Linked DNA regions of Mus musculus: regions 2 and 3 are each linked to region 1. A link is a contact called in public HiChIP or PLAC-seq data. All regions are on one chromosome and are shown on one strand. Each heading gives the region's core, a stretch centred on a gene start, on an enhancer-like site or on the middle of the called end of the contact. The rest is flanking DNA. Distances are from core to core; before and after follow the strand shown. Region 1 overlaps Gm39928 (a long non-coding RNA gene). Region 2 holds the start of Bcl2l11 (BCL2-like 11 (apoptosis facilitator)). Region 3 has its middle 57 kb from the start of Gm14009.

Evidence for each region. HiChIP or PLAC-seq counts read pairs in DNA pulled down with a chosen protein or histone mark.
Region 2: a FOXA1 HiChIP or PLAC-seq map of pancreatic cancer cells shows a contact between it and region 1. The contact joins the promoter of Bcl2l11 here to the enhancer-like site in region 1. A contact is called at or near these places in 6 of 39 promoter capture datasets (the 3T3-L1 cell line, the SN4741 cell line, cranial neural crest and 3 more), 2 of 15 datasets of contacts at CTCF or cohesin (both in the NIH/3T3 cell line), 2 of 484 Hi-C or Micro-C datasets (the 3T3-L1 cell line and bone marrow-derived macrophages), 15 of 115 datasets of contacts at active chromatin or transcription factors (the SCID.adh cell line, SST interneurons, acute myeloid leukemia and 10 more) and 1 of 9 other capture datasets (adipose tissue).
Region 3: a contact with region 1 is called in a FOXA1 HiChIP or PLAC-seq map of pancreatic cancer cells. The contact joins two enhancer-like sites. A contact is called at or near these places in 1 of 484 Hi-C or Micro-C datasets (olfactory sensory neurons), 2 of 115 datasets of contacts at active chromatin or transcription factors (acute myeloid leukemia and pancreatic cancer cells) and 1 of 9 other capture datasets (liver).

What each region holds. Positions count from the first base shown.
Region 1 is chr2:128,535,369-128,539,873 of GRCm38.p6, forward strand. All of the region lies in intron 1 of Gm39928 (a long non-coding RNA gene), which reads right to left. Among named protein-coding and RNA genes, the nearest start is that of Gm39928, 12 kb to the right of the region's middle. Within about 2 kb of position 2,218, at least 24 of the 459 cell types and tissues checked have an H3K27ac peak or open chromatin away from gene starts, as enhancers often do. A contact at or near this core is called in the SN4741 cell line, acute myeloid leukemia and pancreatic cancer cells, where this site is marked.
Region 2 is chr2:128,123,316-128,127,820 of GRCm38.p6, forward strand. It overlaps Bcl2l11 (BCL2-like 11 (apoptosis facilitator)), which reads left to right and starts at 2,723. Exons shown (of 4, transcript NM_207680.2): 1 at 2,723-2,937. Acoxl (acyl-Coenzyme A oxidase-like) reads left to right here. Exons shown (of 18, transcript NM_028765.3): 18 at 1-578.
Region 3 is chr2:128,224,013-128,228,517 of GRCm38.p6, forward strand. No RefSeq gene overlaps it. Among named protein-coding and RNA genes, the nearest start is that of Gm14009, 57 kb to the left of the region's middle. Within about 2 kb of position 2,604, at least 12 of the 459 cell types and tissues checked have an H3K27ac peak or open chromatin away from gene starts, as enhancers often do. A contact at or near this core is called in pancreatic cancer cells, where this site is marked.

The sequences.
Region 1 (4,505 bases), core at 968-3,467:
TGAGGGTCCCAGGGTTCAAACTCAAGTCATCTGACTGGGTTTACCCACTGAGCAAAGCCACCAGCTCCTTTTTCTTTCTTTTTTAAAGGATGAAAATAAAATTTTTCCAAAAAATTTTTTTAGACAAGAACCTGCCTACTAAAAATTGATGCCTAGGCTGGGAGGTGGTGGCGCATGCCTTTATCCCAGCACTTGGGTGGCAGAGGCAGGGAGATCTCTGAATTTGAGGCCTGCCTAGTCTAAAGAGTGAATTCCGGGACAGCTAGGGCTACACGGAGAAGCCCTGCCTCGAAAAAAAAAAACATAATTAATTAATTAATCAATTACTGCCTAGAGTCCGGTGTGGTGACACATATCTGTAATCCCAGCACTTGAGAAGTGGAGGCAAGAGGATTAGGAATCCAAAGCTAGACTTGTTAACAAAAAAAGAGTCTGAGGCTAGGTTGGAGCCAAATGGAACTCTATCTCAAAAAGAAAAGGAGAGAAGGGGGAGGGGGAAGGGGGATGGAGAGGGAGAGGGAGAAGGAGAGAGAGAGGTGCAGGCAAGAAAAGAAAGAAACCTGATGATTAGCTGGGTATGGTGGCACATACTTGAAATCTCAGCACATGGGTCCAGCTGAGGCAGGAAGATCCAGGGCATAAGGCCAGCCTGAGCTACACATCAAGACACGGAAGCTACTAGGGAAGGGTCAATTGCAGCTCAGTGGTAGAATGTGATCATGCATGCAACCTTGGGTTCAATCCCCAACAAATCAACTGTTAGAGCAAGCATGAGAGGAGACACAGAGTCAGAGTACCTTCTGCTCACACGACAAGCCCTGCTAGAGTAGCCAAGCCCCAGGAGCGCAGGACTCTGGAGGAGGCTGAAGCACTCACTGGCCCCTTATTCTCTCCTCATGGATCCCAAGACAGAGGAGCAGCAGTAGCCACACAGCATGTGGAAATCTGTTGCTTTGGGACCCAGACTTGTGAGTTTCCATTTCCCCCTCTTCTGAAGACAAGCTGAGTTCATCTCTATCAAAACTAACAGCTGGAGGGGAAAAAACACCCATCGCAAAGGTCACAGACATCTGCACAGATAGACTCCCTTCATAGGAACGAATTAGACCACAGAGGTGGACCAACCCTCAGCAGGTTCTTTATCAAGGACTTAGTCCTTTTGCAGCTGCTGTAGTAGAAAGCCACAAACTGAATGACTTATAAACAACACAAGTTCCTTAGCTTGTGGTTTGGGAAGCTGGGAAGTCCAAGACCGAGGGAGCTCATCTGGTAAGAGTCAATACCTCTGCTATATCATAACATGGCAGAATGACCAACAGGTGGTGGGGTACAGAGGGAACCTAACCTTCAATAACCCATACCCATAGATAGACTCTGTAGCCCAGGCTGGCCTTGAACTCACTGTTGTAACCTAGGCTGGCTTTGAGGAAGTTTGAACTTTCTCCATCTTGCCACCTCTGTCTTCCAAGTGCTGAATTTACAGACATGTTCCCCAACATCTGACTCTACCCCATTTCCATGTGTCTATTTATGTATATGAGTACACTGTAGCTGTCTTCAGACACACCAGAAGAAGGCATCAGATCCCATTACAGATGGTTGTGAGCCACCATGTGGTTGCTGGGAATTGAACTCAGGATCTCTGGAAGAGCAGTCAGTGCTCATAACATCTGAGCCATCTCTCCAGGCCCTACCCCACTTCTTAAAACCAATACAATGACAGTTTTCCTCCGAGGTTTGGCAGGAACAGGCAGGCAGGAGCTGAAACAATTAGCCATAGTAACCGATGAATCTGTGAGCAACTGTTGAGGCCACGCAGATCCATTTCATCTGACTCTGTGGTTGTAACATCCAAGTTCTCTTTTATACAGTATTCTAGGATAAAAATAAGGACATTGTAGACATGACCTTAGGGGACCCTGAAGAGTCAGCATCCAATTGCCTCTAACAGGGTTGGTAGACCTGATGGGACCGGCTTATGGAAATATTAATCTGCACTCTTGAACTTCGCCAGTGATACTTGCCAGTCCTCTCTCTAGCAGCCTAACCTCCTTGCTCTTCGCTTCTCCCCTTCCCTCCAACCAGGATGCTCAGAGAAAAGGGTTAACTGACCTCCCTGGGCCTGGTATCTCCTGTTGGCTCTTCCTCCACAGCCATCCTGGGGTAGTAGCCCTGGCTGGTTGGCTCCCTTCCTGCCTGTGGTTGTTCATGCTGACTCAGAGTGCCTGGGCACAGTCTGCAGTACTGATGGAGCGGGCTTCACGTTAGATCACATTTCCCACTGTCATTAAATATTCCTGGAAAACAGGATGTTCAACAGTGCAAACACAACCAAGGCCATCTGTGTGCTTGACGCTCAGCTTGAGCAAGCGAGACCTTGTCATCTGGTTCCTGGAGTAGAGAAAGTGCATCAGCACCGGGCTGGCACCTGGGCTACTCCCTGCTTCCCCAGCAAAGACATTGCTTTGACTGTCCATCTACACATTAGAACAGGGGAACTAGAGATCAATTATGCATTGATAAACCCTATAGCAAAAGTCCTGTCACTGCAGCTACCTGGCCAAAAGTAGAAAACATAAACCAGATACTAGACATGTAGTCCTAAAAAGATCACAATAAAGGACCTTTGATTATAGATATCTTTAAATATTTATGTCCATCACACACACAAAAAAAGACTTATTAATTTCATAATTTAAATCTACTGGACATCTAGTGGGCAGCAGTTAGGCAAACTGGTTAAAGTGACAAGAACTGATGAGGACAAAGTGCTTGACCCTCAGTGGGACAATGCATCACACTCCTCAAGGCTCAGGACTGAATAGGAGAGAAGACAGAAAGAAGATAAAAGCCAAAGGATTGGGAGATGTGACACCAGAAGACATCTCCAGGGCATGACCTAGTCATTACAGCCCAGAAATCTCTGTAGCTGTGGTTCTCTACCAGTCCTGACCAAGACTGGTCCTGCCAGCATTTCATCAGGGATAGGAGAAAGAGTGACCCATGAGGTTCCACCTCTCCTCGCCGGACTACTGGTAGATGACGAGAAGGGTTCCAGCTAGTCCGGCGAGGAGAGTGGGGAAGGGTTCTGTGAGGGGAATGGTAGTCAAAGCAGTTAAAATTCATTACACATGTATGTGGAACTGTCAAAGAATTTTTAAAAACCTACTAACCATGTAAAAGAGTTTAACGCAGGCAGTTTTCTCCTGTATGCTGTGACATTTAAAATAACTTCCCCTGAGTTGTGCACCTCCTAGGAATGTGAGCTGGTAAAGGTGAGAGACAGCTCTTGAACATTAAACAGTAAAATGCCCCTGTATCCCACGCTCAGCCGGGCAAGTCAGACCAGTACTAGCCTTGTTAGTAGAGCACAGATTCAATCCCAGGAACTTCACTAGGCAGCACTTTTCTAGAAAATGTTCTAGAAAATATTGGCACTGCGGATTAAATCCAGGACTCTCTGCCTGCTAAACTTACAGTCCGCCGCTGAGCAATCCCTTCAAGTCCCCAGGCCATGCTGTTGGCTTCAAACAGCGTGATGAAAGGTATCGCACAGGAAAATGCCAGAGCTTTGGTTGAAGTCCAGAGCAGCACATGTTCCAAACTGAGGGTCCCCGAGTCCCCTGCCTTCACAAGGGTGTTTCCTGGTCATCTATCTTAAGGCCCTCATGCCTCATTCAGTGCCAAGATTCGGTGTAGGCTACGTAATCTGGCCTTTGGCTACCACTGAAGTCCTAGCTGATAGCATCAACCTCCTCAAACACAAGTGAACCTTTGGAAGATTCTAGACCTCAGCATTCGCATCAAAACCACCTGAGGCCCTAGTCACTGTCAGTAGATAGTGTCCAAGGAAGCTAATGCCGCTTGTAACACGGCAGCCACTTCACACCAAAGGCATAAGCAACAAGCTCATTGGTGAGTGTTGTCGATTCTAAGACTACTTGTGATTGTCCAGTATTTCATGCAAGAAAACTTACATTCCCCTGAAAATGAAGATCTTGCACATGAAAGAAACTTGTTGAAAATATGGACTAAATGACCCAAAGCTTGAAGAGATCACAGCTACTTTAAAAGGTGGTGGTTCGTAGCTAGCATCACCCCCCATGTCGAGTGTTCCAAAGAAGAGAGCAGAGTCTTAAGTCCTGCTGTGAAAGCCAAGCCTGACCCACAGGTCACAGTAGGGACAAGCAGGAGCAAGCTGTCAGAGGAGGCTGATGGGAAGATAAACTAGGAGGGGGCAGAAAGGGTTGTTAGTGGTATGATGTTAGAAGTTTCTGCTGTCTTACAGCACTGTAGGGTGGCTATGACTGGCAACTGTACATCAAAGTACTAGTAGAGAGGACTCATGTCTTAACACAGAAAACATGGATAAATGTTTGGGCTGATGGACATGTATAATGGAACTTTCTCTATAACTTTAACTTTTTCAAAACCTATTTTTAATGGTGGTTCTTAAATGCTTTAACCTCCCTTGTAACCCACCACCCACCAGAGGTAATGGAAAA
Region 2 (4,505 bases), core at 1,473-3,972, 410 kb before region 1:
ACTATCACAGTGACTTAGCCTGGTTTGTAGCCTCGCCTGGCCTTTACCTTGACTTCTCCCAGCCATGGCCCTGGATCCCCCAGACAATCGTCTTCGCCCACCGCATGGTGCCACCAAAGATCTCTACTGTCAGTGGTGACTCATATTCCCAGAGACTTCGAAAAGCTCTGGCGCTGGGTTAAAAAAAAAAAAATCAAAACATAAAAATCAAACACCCTTAGGCAAAAGGGGTGGAGGAAAGCTCCACCCTCTCCAAGCTCGGGCAAAAGTTCAGCGAGGGATGATTCGTGAATCAGGCTTGCTCCAGCTTTGCGAGGAAATGCACTGGCGAGAGCGGAGAGCTTGAGCCTGCAGTCGCCCTAGTCTCACCAGGTAGGTGATCTCCGGACCGCACGACCATGCGCGACAAACGCTCCTCCGCGCTAAACTGTTACCAACCCTTCAGAAAAGCATAGATGTGCAAAGATTAATAAATAATAGAAAGATGCTCCCGCGGCTTGGAGAGGTAGGGCTGGCTGGCCTGGGGAATAATTGGAATAAAGTGATTTTGGAATTTGGAGAGATTACACAGGCGGAAATGAATTTCTCATTTGTGTTCTGACTTGGTGTTGCCCAGTTTCGTTCTCATCTCTAGCCATCGACTCGCTCCCCTCCCTCCATATCCGCTGGCAGCCTCAGTAAGGCACCAGTGACCCACTGGCCCTTCCCACGCTGCTCTTCTCTGCTGTCAAATCCGGTCCCAGGAGTTCTTCCGACACAGCCAGAGAAAGCTGAATGGGCCCAAAGGCCCGCGGCTACCTGACTTGAGGCACTTGGTGGAAGCTCCCCTGACTGCCTTGTTCCCTGGTGATGCAAGAGCCTCCGCCTCCAGGCCGGCTTCCTAATTAGGACCTAAAAAAGAGCACATAGCCCAACCCGTTGCTTTCCCCAGTGCCTGTATATTTTCTTTTAGCATGTCCAGGGTTGCAGAATCGGAAGACTCCAGAGCAGCCTGCTCCTACAAAGAAACACCAGCGCTTCCCCACCCCCACCTCCCACCCCTGTATGGTTCTTTTCTAGTCCAAGTATGAGGCGCCTAGCTCCACGCTGAGGGCGCAGAATACTTGCTGCTGGCTTTGGACTCCCAGAGTAGCAGTAGCAGATTGGGCTGCATGGGTGGGATGCCGAGTGGCCAAGGCACAGTACTGCTTCACAGACCTTGGTCAGGACAGACCTGGATCGGCGGTGTACTTGACTTCATCCACGCCCTTGCCCTGTGCGCTCTTGTAGCGATCACCCCTGACCTCCAGCAGGAGCAAGGCTTTGCCTTGAACACCCCAGCTTCCCTGGGAACCAATGGCTTCTTTGATCTCACTCAGGATTCACTTGAGAAGCTAGACTTTAGCATGGGGCTGTGCTGTGTCACCGTGACGTTAGATCCGCATACAAACACCAAAATGACCAAGATGGCCCAACATTGATTGGGACGGCAGGTCGCAACACTTGTTCTGCAAGAAAAGGCTACGTCCTACTTACTGCCAGCCTGGATGCAGGTTGGGTAGCCCATTAATAGAGTTTCCTTAATCTCGTGTGGGGAGTGGGACGTTCCATTTCCAGAGCAGCTTTTTTGGGCCGCCGCTATGAGAGAAGGGGCTGGGGGTGGGGATGCACATGGCGCCATTGACTTCCAGACTTCTGTTGGAATCACAAAGGCCTCAGGAAGATCAAGGGATTTTTTTTTCGACCCCCTTATGGTTTTCCCAGCTCGGCCTGAACTCCGCTGCTCCATGGTCGCCAGCATCGGCGGACCGATGGATAGACAGTTCCTGGCGTACACTGTGAGCCCCAAACATTTCGAGGCTCCCAACACCGCTCATGGCACAACCGTCTTTCCTTGGTAGCCCCCCTCCTTTTCCTTGTAGTTATTCTTTTCCAGCTAACTTTCTCATTCCCCTATTTTATATGCTTGTCGTGCCCGCCCATCGCTCCCTGAAGCTTCCCGCTTCTCTTGTCTCTCAACTGTCCTTCTCACCACCACCTCTGCCTCTTAAGTAACTGGGCACTAGGGAAACAAACATATAAACCACAACAACAACAACAGCACACACACACAAACACAACACTAAGGAGAGCCTAAAGGAGGACAGAAGGCAGAAGGCGGCGGCGACGAAGAATCTCGCTTGAGGCGCAGACGAAGAGGGGTGAGCATCTTGCTGATCTGAGTCCCCCGGAGGTCAGGAATTCTAGGAAAGGACAGTCAAAGGCCAGTGCCCATCCTTGCACCAATCTAATCCTCATGGTTTGGGGCTGAGAAGCTGTGCAAAGCAAGGGCGGAGGGACGCCTTCTGAGGCTTCCAACTGGCGCCCGCGGCCGGGCTGGACACAGAGCAGTGTACCCTGAGCGCCCCCTAAGTTCCGCTCTGCGAGGTGGCCGCCACGGGCGGACGGGGAGGGGCGGGTACATTCTGAGTGGAGGATGGGCGAGCATGCAGCTGCCCGCAGGCCAAGACACTAGGGTAAACACGCCGGGGTGGGCGGCGCACGCAAACTGCAGGACAGCCGGCGGGGCCACCCTCCCCACTACCTGTCGCAGCCTGCACGCGCCAGCGGCCTGGGGGCCGTGGGGGGTGGGGCTTACCTTCCGGCTTGCCGGGGGCCGGACTAAACGGGGGCGGAGCCCGCGGTGATTGGGCGCGGGGGCGGGGGCTCAACTACCGCAGAGTCTCAAGAGCAGGCTGCTTTCACTTCGCTCCCCGCAGGCACTGGGTCACCAGCTGGTTGGAGCTCTGCGGTCCTTGCCATCGTCGCCGTCACCGGATTCCTGCAGCCGCTCTGCGAGCTGTGTTCCACTTGGATTCACACCACCTCCGCTGCTCCCGCCGCCACCGCCTCGGCGCCCTTCCCCTGGCCCTCGTCCACCCAATGTCTGACTCTGATTCTCGGACTGAGAAACGCAAGGTAAACACTCCGCGACTCCCGGGGCGCAGGCTGGGGATGGATAGAAGACAGGCGCCGCAGCGGCTTCATCTGTCTCTGGTGTCGCACGTGCGGGTGGAGGCACTGGTTTGTCCCGCGTGGCTGCAGGAGGCGAACGCTGGGAGTCGGGTCGAGGTCGCTGCGTGCCAAGGCACTTTTGGGGAAGGGTTGTCGGCACTGAAGCTGCGGGCACTTAGCCGAAGACTGGGTTGGGACGCAATGCCGCACGAGGGGCCGCTGAGGCATCTCTCGCGGGCAAGGAGGGCGCGTGGTCTCGGCTTGGAGCCGAGGTCCCGCTTCGTGGTGCCGGTAGTGCGTCCAGCCGGGAAGCGTCGCGGCGACCCAGACGGCCCGGGAGAAGTAGCCGCGCGGTAGCGGCGGGCGGGTAGACTTAACTCTTCGCTGACGCGGGTTCATTGCGGAGGTTTGAGTATTAAAATCACACGCGCCCAGACTTTGCTTGTACCCATTCAAGTCAGTTTGGCCATAGTGGTCAATTTCCTTTCCGGATGTCCCTGGCGGCCCGGTTCCTTTTGCGACCGTCCTGTGGATATTGAGGAACACCGTATCTACAGGAGACAAGAAACCCCGTAACCCCCCTAGGACCACTTAGGCTACGCGTATTCCAAGCCCCAGCTAGCCGACTACTCCTAGCCCGATTGCACCGGGACCCAGTCGCATAGGCTGGCGGACCCCTGAGCTCGCAAGCCTATTGCCCACGGGGCAGGCACTGCTTGAGGAAGGCTAACTGAACAGTGGGGGCAGAGGTCTGGATGTGCATGCCCGAGACCCGAGATGGTCGTTCATATTTGGTTCGTGTCGGTAGCACTCGGTAGCACATGGGGACACAGCAGGTGAAGTTGCTGAGAAGTTCTTCAGGGGACTGCGGAGGCATTAGGGACTTGGCTCGGAATGGCCTGGAGTGCGATCGTGGCCTCGCGGATCTCCGAGGGGTGCGTGTCTCGCTTTGTCTCTAATGTCCCGCTGCCCTGGCGGCGGGAATTCCCGCAAAGCGCGCGCCGTCCCGGCCTGGCCCAGGGGTGGGGCGGGGCGCAAAGCGAAGCTGCCCGGCCCCCTAAGTTCCAGCCGGAGCTGCGGTGGCCGGCACAGTCTGAGCGGCGCTGGGCGGCGAGTTTGTCAACAATCGCCTTGCCTTCGGCTGCCTGACCCGTAGGCGCCGCCCCCACCGCCTCTGCCCATTGGTTACGATGGGGAGCGACTGCGCGCGGGCCAATGGGGGAGCACTGGCAGCCGGCGCCAGGGGCGCAGGGCTGGCGGTGCCCGCGCGGCGGCGGGAGCTGCGCGCTAGGGGCGGAGCGGGAGGAGGCGGAGGATGATCCCGGCGGCGGCCGGTGCAGCGCGGGCCAGAGGCGCGGCGCGCGAAACCTTCGGCTCCCCGGCGGAGCGTGGCGGAGGGCGGACGGGCAGGCGCGGGGCCCTGGAGCCCAGGACCCGGCTTTGTTTCCCTTGCCTCCTCGGTGGCGACGTGCAGGGGTCGTTCGATCGGCGCAACACGCCGCGCTCGGAAGGGAAGGGGCGGACGTGAGTCT
Region 3 (4,505 bases), core at 1,354-3,853, 310 kb before region 1:
GTGGAGCTCTCAGATGGAGATGAGTTCCAGATGGAGTAGGGGCAGACATGTCATAAGCATCAGCTCATCCAGGAGAAGTGACAATCACTGGTTTGTAGGTACTGAGAAACTATCTTCAACATACACAAAGCAAAAAACAACACAACTCAAAAATCAGGAAATGGCACAATCCTGTTTTAAGATGTTCACACTGTTATTGATAGAAGGGCTAGGTCTCAAATCAGTGGTGGCATCTGCATTTGCATAAACTCGCCAATGTCTTGGCCCTGTTGGCATTTAGAGAGCATCTTGCTCTGTGGAGCTCTTGTCAAGAGGGTACTGTGTTACGTGAAATAGGTGAGAAGGACAAATGCAGGGGCCTATGAGCTGGCTCGGGAAGCAGGGGTGCTTGCCGCCAAGTCTGACAACCTGAGTTAGATCTCTGGAATCCACATGGTAGAAGAAAACAACTAACTCTTGACAGCTGACTTCTGACTTCCACATGCACACTGTGACACACACGTGTGCACAAATACAATTAGGTAAATGTAAAATGAAGAAAAACCATTAGTACATGTTCTCACTTATATAATATCTGAAATTGTTGATCTCACAAAAGCAGAAGACAGACTAGAGAAGACTTTGGGGAAGGGTGATGGTTAAGGGGCACAGTTGCTCATGAGTGATAACTCCTTGTGTTCTACAGCGTAGTAGGCTACACTTGGCTGTATGTTGCAAAAGGGCTCCTAGAGAGGGTTCTGAATGGTCATAACAAAGAAAAAGACGGAATGTTAGAGAAAATAAATATGCCAAATATCCTCATGTGAGCATTAAACATTTATATGAATTGAAATATTACTCTGCACCCCAAAATACGAGCAATTACTATGTATGAATTAAAAACAAAACCATATGTTTCCAGTTAAAAGATAAATTACACGTGAGTCCATAAAATAAGTCCCAATAAGTTGAAGAGGTAGTACTGGTGTATTGAATTTTTGTTGGGTACAGGGCATTAAACCAGAAGTCACTGATGGTGAGGTTTAGAGGCAGACAGGACTTCTAAGTAATCCTGAGCTAAAGCAGAAGCAGCAAGGAAAACGGACTTTTGATCAGAATGATCGTGGGAATAAAACATCAAGATGTTGAGCTGTGGTAAAAACAGTGTTAGGAAGGAGATTCATAATTTCATATACCAAAGAAGGTAGGTTTCAAGGCAGTGCTTCAATGGCCCTCTCTAAGACTCGGAACAAAAAGAAGGAAGGGAGGGAGGGAAGGCGAGAGGAAGTAAGGAGGAAGGAAACACTGAGTAGAAGAAAAAGAAATAATAAGAGTGGAACCAAATAACATAAAAACAGAGAATACAGAAAATTAACAAACAAAAGTGATTACGTGAGAAGATGGAGTAGCCAGATTAACGTGCAAACAGGTGTGTGATGTTGGCTGGCCAAGGACTGACAGATAACCAACAGAAAAGAGCCAAGAGCCAGGGACGACTTCACACTTACAGGGACATCTGCGTTTGTCCAAGAAGTCAAAACGATTTATGGGGAAGGAAAAGTCTTCTAAAAAAAAAAAATGGCGCTGCCTTCATTGGGTGTTTATTTGAAGACAAACAAGACACTTATCTTTCTCTCTCTCTCTCTCTCTCTTCCTCATTTGCAAAAATTAACTTGAAATGAACCACAGACCCAGGGACAAAAGCCATAACATATTTAGAGAAAAGCGTAAGAGAACATTTTCGTAGTTTGGGGTATAAGCAAATGTTGGGGGAGTCACAGGAAGAGCTAATCACCAAGGATGGCCGAGACATCTGTCTCCAACAAAGCCGAAAGCTTCTGCTGGTAAGGGATCTCAGCAAGAGAGCTGGAGAGACGACGTTCAGCCCTTTTAACAGCACTGGCTGCTTCCCACAGAACCCAGGTTTGGTTCCCAGAGCCCACATGGCAGCTTACAACAATCTGTCACTCCATTTCTAGGGCACCCAGTGCCCTCACCTGGCTACCTCAGGTTCTAGGCACAAACATGATATATGAACATACATACAGGCCAATACTCACACACTTTAAAAATAAATAACTACATCTTAAAAAGACATCAGTAAGCAAACAAACAAGCAAGCCACCGATTGGGAGAAAATATTCACAAATCTAAAAATGAACAGATATGCTGGGTATACCAAGAACTCTTTCAACTCACTAATGAAAGATAATCAATTCAACTAAAAATGGGTGAAAGAACCTGATAGGGTAGTGCACAATTATAAACCAAGAGAGAAGTGAGTTCAAGGTTGGCTTAAGACATGTGAGATTATATAAGGAAAGGACCCAGAGAGCTGTGGATACAATTCAGTGGTAATAGCACCTGCCCAGACTGTGCAAAGCCAAGGGTTCAACTTCAGCCTCATGCGAATATGTGAGCAATTAAATAAATAGGTAAATAGCTGGATGAGAGAATTTGTATACCACACACACACACACACACACACACACACACACACAAAAACAACAACAAAAAGACATGCAAATGACCACCAGGGACTGCAAAGACACTCACCAGTACTCACCAGGAAATAAAAATTAAAACCACAAATGAGATACCACAATACTCCTACCAAAAATTAACATCACCAGCATGACTAAATATTAGTAAGGATGTGGCAACTGCTAAGACAATCCATAAACCCTGCCCTGTGACCCAGAGTGGCCCTCCTAGGGATTTTCCCACATGAAATGAAAACATATGTTCACCAAAAGCCTCACCCACCCGCCACGCCAGCTCAACAACAGGACGGGTCGGAGTATTCTTTGACGCAGCAATAGGAATGAGTTCCCTAGCATTCCGCTACTGTAACCGGTGCCTTAGATGATCAACTTATAAAGAGAGAAGGATGGTTTTGACTCATGGTTTAGTGGTTACAGTCAGGAGTCAGGCAGATTCATTGCCTTTAGGTCTCTGGTGGGAGGGGCAGACGCAGTGATGGGCAGCAGGTGGCACAACCAAGTGGCCAGAAAGGAAAAGATAGAAAGAGGGGTGGACTGAGGTCACACTTCGTCCTTCAAGAGCACACCTTCTGTGACACTGAGACTAACAGGAAGCAAAACTTTGCCCCTGGAAGTTGCTACCATCTCCCAACAGTACCACAGTAGGACTCAACCCCTCATCCCCGACCGTAGTGCCCCACCCCTGACCCTCATCCCTTGACCCTACACCCCCACCCTCTCACCCCTACACCCCTGCCTAACCTTTGTGGGGATGCGATTAAGACTGAAGGATACAAGGATGACTGCTCAATGGGTTTGGGTCATCGTTATGAACATGCTAGGAGATTTCAGAAGCCAGTGCCCATGTACAAGGGTTCAAGTTTCAGCATAGCTTTTTCCTGACCCTGTCAGTAGCTACTGTGGAAGAATGACTCTGTCAGGGATGGCAGTCTTTTCCATTGGTGTGTCTTTCTCTAGCTACTTGAGGCCATGCTCAAAGGCTTGTATCCTCTGCTCTCTCTCTGAGCTATGTCAAACTCAAGACGCTTTTCACGATGTTCTTCCAACTCCTTGTGGGAGGAAACAAACCTTCCCAGAAGGCCTGAAGGGGCTCAGGAACCCCAGGGAAGACTCCTTCCAAGGTCCTGTGGTTGGCACACAGGAAGAGGTTTCATGAGGGGCCATGCGGGATCAGCACAGGCAGGATGAGGAATCCCAGTAGGTGTTCTCCACAAAACATCATCTGCTCATCCCTTGCCTTCTTTCATGACATCATCTGGACCAGCTTGGATGAAGCAGCAGAGAAGAGGTGGGGTATGACAGGCTGAGAGTAGGTTTCCTAGTAACACCATGCTCTGTTATATACCAATATGACAGAGGCATACACACTAAAATGTATAGCAGAACAGGACCAACAAAGGCACAAGATAACAAACAAGCTGAAGAAGCAAGAGGACTTTTGTTCAGATACTTAGCATACATGTAAAAAACTAAGGTTGTTTCCAGGCAGACTCGAGAACCTCACAGGCTCCATCTTGTCTCTGACCTCTAAGCCCTGTCATATGCTCTGTTCAAGATAACCAAAAAAGAGTCTATTTCTCCAAAACTTTTAGGGGAAGCAAAAGACTTTACAGACGGCATATGGACACCAAGGGTAATGCCACATGCTCCAAAGGGGTGGGGGAGGGACCTCTCACTGAATATTTTTCTCCTTTTCAAATGTATTTCTCCTCTGAGATCCTTTCCACCTTTCCTCCGGAGTCTCCATTCCCATTAAGTTCTGGCTTTCTGTTCTGTGTTCTACAGAACCCTTCTCTGTCTACACACAGCCTGGGTGTCTAGCCCTAGCTTCTACTTGAACTGAAGTATGTCACTGGAAACATTGGACCTGTGAAGCAGGGTTGGTGGTCCTACAAGAGTCTCATAAAGTCCTCACTGAAACTTCACCTCCATCATCTTCACTACCATCTTCATCATCATCACAGCGGAATGCCACCATTACCCGACCTCTCCCATTAGCATCATCCTCATCACTGCCACCAG